Linked DNA regions of Mus musculus: all the other regions are linked to region 3. The links are chromatin contacts, called in public Hi-C and promoter capture Hi-C maps. All regions are on one chromosome and are shown on one strand. The core of a region is the stretch at or near the end of the contact, and the rest is flanking DNA. Distances in the headings are between cores, read along the strand shown. Region 1 holds the start of Mpzl1 (myelin protein zero-like 1). Region 2 overlaps Dcaf6 (DDB1 and CUL4 associated factor 6). Region 3 holds the start of Ccdc181 (coiled-coil domain containing 181).

Region 1 (3,036 bases), core at 133-2,632, 1.4 Mb after region 3:
AAAACAAAAACAAAAACAAAACAGATCCCATCTGATACATAAAAAAAAAAAAAAAAAAAAAGAATCTTGTCCATTTTCACCTCCAAGCTATTAACTAGGAGCTTAAATGAAAGCTGGAAATCCAACAGAATCTCACCTATACTCCTGGTTCGAGAGACTACTACATTAAGAACTTTTGCACGAAAGAAAGTACTGAGTAATGGATTTTGAACAAATTACATTTTACACAACAAAAGAATGAGTGGGAGGAACCCCCTCCGTGTTTTCTTAGGAGTTCGACCTCTCGGTAACCACTACTTAGCTGAATTCTGAGACAGAAACAAGTACTTTACTTTGAACAACACACAAAAAAAGTCCTGGGGCAGACACTACTTCAGACGCCCCATAAAACAACTCGTCCAAGACGTCATATAAACCGAGCCGGAGCCTTTATCAAAAACTTAAGCCTGGTTTATTTGGTAAGGGCCTGAGAGGGGGGCTTTTAAAATCAAAGTAAAAGCATGCTTTGTAAATGTTCGTCTTGTCAAACTATCTTGCCCATGTTTACCATTAATACGAATTCGACCGAATTCTTTCAAGCCTTTGCATTCTAGGCTAGAAGTAACGTAAATTTCGCCTCTGTGATTTACAGACCCCAGAGATGAAATAAATGAGAGTCTGAGTTTTCAATCATAGAGCCTTAAGAATTGATCTGAGCGCATTCGAAATAGATCTTACCAGGTAAAGGAAAAACACTGGTTTAAACAAGGAAATAAACCAACAAAGGCCCACAGGTGAAAAATCCTGCAATCTTCCGCCATCTCCCAAAGGTGGAGAACATCAATTCCAGAGTCGGACTCCCGGGAGGTCCTGGGCAACTCAGAATCGCCAGGAGGCGACCGCAGGGGACTGGGCGTGAGTGGGCTCCTGGGACTGTCCCCAGGGAGCTGCAAGGTAGGGAGCTCCCTCACCCCTCCCCGCCCCACCCCCCTCGCCCTCTACGCAAAGGGATCCAAAGAAAGAGGTTCCTCGGCTCCCGGCCGCGCTCCCCGGGCGGCGTGCCCAGGCCCCAGAGCTCGCAGGCCGCGCCCCCTCCCCTCCGAGGCGCCCCGAGCGCGCGCACGGCCGCGGAGCCCCCGCCCGACCCCGGCTCGGCATCACTCACACAGCCCGAGCATCGCGGCTAGCACCGACCACAGCCAGCGCCGGCGGGCCGGGGCCGCAATCAGTGCCACGGCTCCGACGGCCTCTGCCATCCTGCTCCCGCCGCTCCGTTCCGCCCGGCTTCCCGCTGCGGTCGGCTGGCTTGCCTTAGACCACACAGCTCTGTCCGGATCGCGGCTGCGAGCGCGAGGACACCTCCACGCCACCGCTCCCCGCTCCCGGCCCCAGTGGCCAACCGCCAGCCTTCTGCCCAGCTCCAGCCCCTGTGCCCGCCCCACTGCTCGCTCATTGGTCCTCCTGGCAACCTGGGAAAGAAGCCATTGGACAACTCGACTCCCTGTCAGCCCCCTCGGGCAAGGCCCCGCCCTCCGGGCCCCGCCCTTGGTGTGATCTGTGCAGCATGCCCGCGTACTGTGCCTCTGCAGCCGCATTACTTTGAGCCTGCCTGCGTGGCTGGTCGTGGGGCTGCCCTCCGGCCCACCGCCGCCAGAGGCTGCCCTCCTCTCTGAGGGGCCAGTCCCACAGTTCTCTTAATGTCCCTCCCCGCGGTCTCTTCCAAGTCCGGATATCATTTCCGACTAGGATCTGCTTGGTTACTCCTGGCCTCACTCACCTAAAGAAAAGCAATTAATTTAGGGACCGGGTGGGGGAGGGGAGGAGTGAAGTGAAGAGAGAGGTGAGGAAAGACTTCCATTCAGTGGTCGAGATAGAAAAAGACCCACCATCTCTTTGACCTTTGCCGAGTATCTGTCTTTGCCTGAACTGGATCATTTGCGTTGCAACATGAGAAGTCTCCATCTTGCCCTAACCTCTGAGCAGGCCCTTTTTTGGCTTTTCAGAGGACAGGAAAGGAATAGGAATTGGAACTCTTTCCCGCCACCTAGATAACCAGTGACTGCACTTACTGTTTGTTTAGCATATCAACGTCCCTCGGCCTATAGATGAAAAGTTAGGACGGAGGCGGTGCCTTACTTCAATTCTGAAAAGTGCCGGCTGCTACTAGTTACCCAGCAAACCCTAAAGAGAGGGAGGATTCTGAGAATGGTCTTCAAAGGGGGAAAAAGGAGGGACCAGACACAAAACAGATTAGAGTGAACGAAGAACGGGAAAATCCAAGTGAGAGTTTGGAGGAGGAAAACAAGTTTTAGGAACAAGACTATAATAGGCGGAGCGTAGTCCAGTAGACCAAAACGCGGCCTCTCCTTTCAGGATTTTGTCAAAAGCCAGTCTTAACAGTGTCCTTCCGATGTTTCCAGTGGCCTAGCCCCTTAACCTTGCAGTAGAGCAAGTTCCTAATTACTAGGCAATTGGAGAAAACCAAGAATGCATATCGCAGCTATTTTGCCTTCCGGTTAGCAGGTCCTGCCCATCGGTGGCACTTTACTTTCAAGGAGCACACATTGGAGTTTTAATAACCAAGAGTTTAGCAGGAAAGTAGAAAGGGCAAGCTGTGGAGGAGTCTGAGAAAGAAGGACTGTCTCAAGTTTGAGGCCAGCCAGCCTAGGCTGCATCAGGAGTTCTAAGGCAGCCTGTGCCACACAGTGTAGACTACCCTGTGAGACTCTTAAAACTTTTTTTTTTTTTTTGTGGCCATCCTTAGGTTATCCTGTGGGCAACAGAAGGGGAGTGGCCACGAAGTCAGATCTGTACTGAGGAGAGCACCTCATGTCTTTAATCCCACCCTCAGGAGACAGAAACAGGGGGCCTTTGAGAGTTTGTTCTACATAGTGATTCTAGGTCTGACAGGATTACTTAGTGAGACCCTGTCTCAGGGGTGGGGGTGGGGAGGAGGCACGGAGGAGCATGCTCAGGCTCATAACATAGGTATCACAGAAGGAAGGCAGCATTGAGAAGTGGTTCAGAAAAAGATCGATGTAGGAAATAGAATCAAGA
Region 2 (2,862 bases), core at 96-2,595, 1.1 Mb after region 3:
AAAAGTATAGCTAGTAACAGAATCATTATTGACTTCAAAATATATCTTAGTGTTAAAACAGCCTACAAAGACCAGCATGAAACAAAGCTGAGGGCTTTGCTGGTGACCTGGATTTAATCTCTGGATCCTTCCTAAAGCTGGAAGGGGAGAATGGACTCTACAAAAGTGTCCCTGATTGTCACACCCATAATGTAGTGTGTGCCCTCATATGCATACAATCATAGAAATAAAGCTTTTTCAAAAAAGCAAAAATGGATTTAAACTTACTTTAAGGTCCCAAGGACAGGTTTTAAGCAGATATTACTATACATTTATGCTAATCTGGTTTATTTTACTATTACTGCATTCCATATAAGAAACTATTTTTAATTTTGATTGCTACTATAGATTTTATGTACAACTTTACTTTAGAAACTGATAATACCTAAAAAACCCATGCCACTTCGTAGTTTGCCTAATCTTTCTCAGTAAGCAGCTTGGGCAGATGACTGTTAGAACACAGGGTTCACTTTAAACATTCTACTAAAAGCTGTGTAACACTCTCAGCTTTTCAATTAGAGATATAGTTAAGGGTATCATCTTGGTATGTGCTATCCTTAAGTTATTTAGCTACTTGCAAGAAAGTGTCATTGAAAAATCAGAATTTTAAAACCTACCACAGAATTAAATGAACATAATTAAAAGAATTAAAAGTACATATGAGTAATAAAAACTGTTAATTAGTATGCCAATCAAGTTTTAAAAAAACATAAGTTGCACTCTTTAACCAACTATCAAAACGAGTACCTTGGACCCCATTTTAGACCATAGCTACTTGTCACCACACTTGAAGTGAACAGCAATTACATCTGCACACACGAAATTTCTTCTCATTCTTTTCCCATGCAGCACATGCAGAGAAATGCAGATTGTGAAAAGCAACCTATTTATAATGCTTAGCACTTATGCGTTCAGTAAGTTCAAAGGAAGTATTAACTGTTAATAGGAAAGGTGGTTAGCCGTAGAAAAGAGGACCTGGCAAATCCATCGTAAAGAAGAAATGAAGGAGCATACTTCATTACCTCATTATTCTATCACCTACTGTAGTTCCTCTGATATTAAATCTAGTGAAGGGAACACAATAACTAAAGTCACTTACAGAGAACCAAGTATGTACAGCATCACAGTCACCGCTTTTTGTCATCAACCATTTCAGTCTAAAGGACTTCTGTTTCCCTTTGTCGCAGTCCATGGTGAGGAATGTCACCCAAAGAAATGGGAAGGAAGAAATCAAGGGAACAGATACACTCACTGAATTAGAGTTAGAAGGAGACCACACTGCATGTCTTTTACCGTTTGAACACCCACAGTTGCAGACCCTCAAGGCTAATTGCTCTCTGGGAAATACACAATGAAGCTGACTCATCTGTCCTAACCACAGAACTGGAACAAGCCAGCCCAGTACCAGGGCTTTTAACTCCCTAAGAGCCCTAGCTTTTCCCTTTGATGATTTCCTCTGCAATTTTCTTTAATAAGGCGAGCAGAATCATTAAAAATACAGAATGAGCTAGTTATAATGAGTGGAGAGATGCCGGCATATTTATAGTACAAGGAATTCTGGCTTTACAGAGTCCAGAAAGACTAGATGGACCAAAATTTTTATGCAAATGATATGTGCTTTAAAAATCACAAAGCAATACAGAATTAATACGATTAAGTCTTTAGGAAAAACTCATTAGCACAATAACACCTTAGCTATCTGAGCATTAAGGACTTCACAAAGTCTCATTTGCTTATCTTTTTTCTGGAGTAATTTTATTTTCTTGATTTAGGAAAAAGAAAGAAAGAGAAGCAAAGCAAAGCAAAACAAAGCCACCATTTCCTTTACTCCACAATGTAGCTGGCACTGTAGGCCTTAATCCCAGCACTCTGGAGGCAGAAGCCAGCAGATCTCTAAGTTCAAAGGCAGCCAGGGCTACACCCAATGAGATACCGTCTAAGCGAAAAGAGAGGTGCTCTCATTCTAAGGACCATTCTGATGCTCATGGGTCTAACATGTGAAATTACTGAAGGACTGAACACACTAATTTTATTTTGTCTTTAATACCACCGTTAGTGAACACAATATATTTTAACCTTGATAAAAGATTGTAAAATCTTGGTCAGCTGTTCTTTTATTACCTTCAAGTTATGGCCAGTAGTCTCATTTTTAAATGGTTACATTTAAAATAGCTATATAAGGGCCTACTAGTAGTTTCTACTTTACTGCCTGGCAGCAAAGCCTAAAATATTTATTATCTGGCCTTGTGGGAGAAAAAAATTGTCTGAATTCCTGTACCTGTTCCAGCTGTTTTTATATAGACTTGCTATGGTTAGAGACGAGCACTCCACAGTTAAAATACCCATATGACTGTTGTGGCCTATGTGTCTAAGGCTTTGCCTTTTCATGTTGGTTTCAGCCCCAGAATGCAAACCTGCTTAATATTAAACAAACCTTTAAGAATACTGAGAGTCAAGTAAGTAACCTCACACTGGAGTTGGGGGCAGGAGGATCAGAAATTAAAAGCCATCTTCAAATACACAGCAAGTTCAAGGTACATAAGATCCTGACTCACAAGAATGCAACCGTGAGATCTACTATAGCTTTCATATAAATTAAGATGAAGTTCAACTAACTACATGTTTTAACGTTTTAACTATTTGACTTTTACCATACTTATTGTGAGGACCATTTCTCTACCCTAACTAAATTAATTGACTGGGCTTTTAAAATAGCATCAAGAAATTGTTGTGGGCACATTTTCAGCACACTGGACTTCTAGACCGGACCTGGAGTGATCAAACGACAGAAGAGTGACTTCTAAGGCATGTATTCTGTTAGCT
Region 3 (2,746 bases), core at 127-2,626:
TGAGGTGTTTCCACCAGTTCTTACATGTCCTTCGTTTTCTTCCCTTGGTCAGTCATGGTTAGCCTATGTACACTCAGCTCACTGGAGAGAAGAGGCATTAAATGATGTGCCTGCATAAAGTGTGACATAACCCCTCTCTCATTCCTTCCTCCCCTGCGGGTAAGTCTTGAACACTCATGATACATCTCGTTATTCTATGATTTGATCGTGAACTTTCTAAAATGTCCTGTTTTCGAGGTATTTTCCTCTCTCATCTCTGATGACCAAAACCCCACTTCCTTCAGAAACCTTCATTATCCTTCCTCACCAAGCTTGTAAATATTACAGTTAGTTCCTTTTAAAGACCTATTAGCCTGGGGAACTCAAGAACTATCTATCAAACATTTATATGGCTGGAGGCTTGTAAATGTCTAAACCCAGTCTCTCCTTGAAAGGGAACTCACAGTTTCCTAGGAATGACTGCCATGAATATTTTTGCATGGAAATGAGACATGACAATGTTTATCCCCAGATCACATTGTTGGCTTCCAAGTTATGCATGTAATTGCTAACAGGCAGTGAGGCATAAGGTTTTGATGTATGCTTCACCCTATCTGGTATATTTTGAGTCAACAAAACAAGTTGATGCCTGTCTTCCCACAAGCTATCATCTCCATGTGTAATGCCCAGCCCGTCTCCCATAATTTATACTATTTTTCAAAAGTAAGCTCTGGAGTAAACTCTTTACATATATAAAGATATATATATATATATAATCAAGGAGAGGTTAATATATTAATATATATTAGCTTATATATGAATCTCTCCTCGATCCACCTTTTTTTTTAGATGAATTTGTACCTATGTTATATTGCCCTTCTATTTACACTCTGTGAGCTCCTTCATGGCTGGCCTATTATCTATCACCACAATCTGAATGTTCTCTTATTTTCCTATTATCCCCCAAGGTATTAAGGGAAGTTATGGGAAAACTGTAGTTGCCTCTCTTGATGAGTTTGATTGCTGGAACTAAAGTTCTATTTTCTTTCATAACTCCTTTCTGTAAATACAATTTTGGCTATAATTTCTTTAAGCTGAGGGTCGAAACAGCAATTAACAACTAGCAACTGTTATCTTTTAATATTTACTTGAGGAACTGTTATCTTTTAATATTTACTTGAGGAAAATGAACACAGAAATGCACTTTTATTGTTAAGTTTTGGAAACAAATTAAAAATCTGACTACAGGTATACAAAATCCACATTCAAGGCAGAAAACCAAAGGGGATGCGAGTCTTCCGGGTCTTGGAAACGCTGGCCGGATGTAAGGCGCAGGTGTTCGCGGGGATCCGTTCTGCGCCTGCGCGCGATCCTACCCCGCCTCAGTAGTGGGAAGTCCGGAAGAAGGCCTCAGAGGCGCGCTGTTGCCATGGCACCCGGGTGCTGGGTGCTTCAGGAGCAGGCCCCGGGGTGTCACCGTTGCCTCGTTGTCAGAGCTTAGAAAAGGAGAAGAGAGCTCCTGCGGCCATCTCTGTGACCCCAGCCGCTGCATCTTCCACAGGCAGGAGGGGACTTAGCGGGAGAGGAGGGAAGGACAGGCAGACAGGTGGCAGGAGCAGGGAGAGGATAAACGTCGGGGCGAGGTGGCAGGGAGGCGGCTGAAGCGAGCCCTCTTCCAGGGAGAAGCCCCAGGATCTCCCCAGCCCCGCACAGCGTCACTTCACCATGCACCAGGAGAGCCCCTCAGAGGACGGCTTAGACGCTTAGAGTTTTTGTCCTATCATTTCCCTTCTCAGAGTTTAAGACTATGAAAGGTAGCTTGCGTGGAAGAAATCACTCCTGAAATGTTAGCTTCCACACATAGAATGCTATATTCATTCCGTTGGTGCTTCAGATGTTCAGCACGAATCCAAAATTTTACCTAATTTTGTTAAATATTCCTGTCAGAGCTTGTAACAGATGGTAATTTAAAAAGTATTTCATAACACCACAGACTTATGGGGATGCAGCAGGAAGGATGGACCAGATAGTTTCATAGTGCTGTAGAAGTTTGCTTAACTGCTTTTTAAAATAAGGTGTTTTTTGTTTGTTTTTGTTCTTGTTTTTGTTTTGTTTTTGCTAAATGCTTTTTTTTTATATGGAAAGGTTTTCTCTTTACTGTTTATTCTTTTGGTTCTAGGTGTTTCAACAAATATTGTTTAAAAGGTTATATATGTAGGGGTGAAATAGAAGTATTGGGTTAAAGTATTTTTAAATATTTTTAATCTTGTGAGAAAGTTACCAAATATAATGTGCATCTATGCCTGAGGTTCGGAGCCACATTGCAAGGTCTTCAGACACTGAGAATTTTTCACACACTTAAGTGGAAGGAACTAATTTCTGCCACTGCAGTTTACTATTGATCTGGCCAAAAGCACTTACAGAGATTTTTTTTTTAAATTGATGATAAACTTTACATTTTATATGTGTAAAAAAAAATCATAGTAATAAAATAGGAAATGCTAAGAAATGCGGTTCATGGAAGATACCATTTTATTCTAGTGTGTTGACATGTGTATCATGTGAGCAATGCCCTGGTGGTGATGGTTAGGAAGCCAAAGGGTTGAATATCCTGTGACTCATTTGAAAGGCTTACGGGGCTTGGCAACAGGAGTTCATGTTTATGTTGCTTGTTTACGCTAGAAGCAGTGGAGATGTTTCTTTTTGGAGCTGTAGAAATTCAATTACACTTCAGATTTGATCCAACTTCATTTATTTTTCATTTATT

Evidence for each region. Promoter capture Hi-C pulls out the DNA fragments that hold promoters and counts their contacts. Hi-C and Micro-C count contacts between places; a contact is called where the count stands out from the background.
Region 1: a Hi-C map of B cells shows a contact between it and region 3, with 10 read pairs. The contact joins the promoter of Mpzl1 here to the promoter of Ccdc181 in region 3. A contact is called at or near these places in 5 of 39 promoter capture datasets (cranial neural crest, embryonic stem cells, liver and 2 more), 1 of 484 Hi-C or Micro-C datasets (B cells) and 3 of 115 datasets of contacts at active chromatin or transcription factors (astrocytes, pancreatic cancer cells and stem cell-derived neural progenitor cells).
Region 2: a promoter capture Hi-C map of pre-B cells shows a contact between it and region 3, with 2.7 times the contacts expected there. The contact joins the enhancer-like site here to the promoter of Ccdc181 in region 3. A contact is called at or near these places in 6 of 39 promoter capture datasets (the C10 cell line, HPC-7-derived erythroid cells, hippocampal neurons and 2 more).

Annotation. Positions count from the first base shown.
Region 1 is chr1:165,633,159-165,636,194 of GRCm38.p6, forward strand. Mpzl1 (myelin protein zero-like 1) reads right to left here and starts at 1,383. Exons shown (of 6, transcript NM_001083897.1): 1 at 1,145-1,383. The coding sequence starts at 1,235.
Region 2 is chr1:165,343,261-165,346,122 of GRCm38.p6, forward strand. All of the region lies in intron 14 of Dcaf6 (DDB1 and CUL4 associated factor 6), which reads right to left. Among named protein-coding and RNA genes, the nearest start is that of Gpr161, 49 kb to the left of the region's middle. Within about 2 kb of position 1,346, at least 32 of the 459 cell types and tissues checked have an H3K27ac peak or open chromatin away from gene starts, as enhancers often do. A contact at or near this core is called in pre-B cells, where this site is marked.
Region 3 is chr1:164,274,222-164,276,967 of GRCm38.p6, forward strand. It overlaps Ccdc181 (coiled-coil domain containing 181), which reads left to right and starts at 1,377. Exons shown (of 6, transcript NM_029115.3): 1 at 1,377-1,540.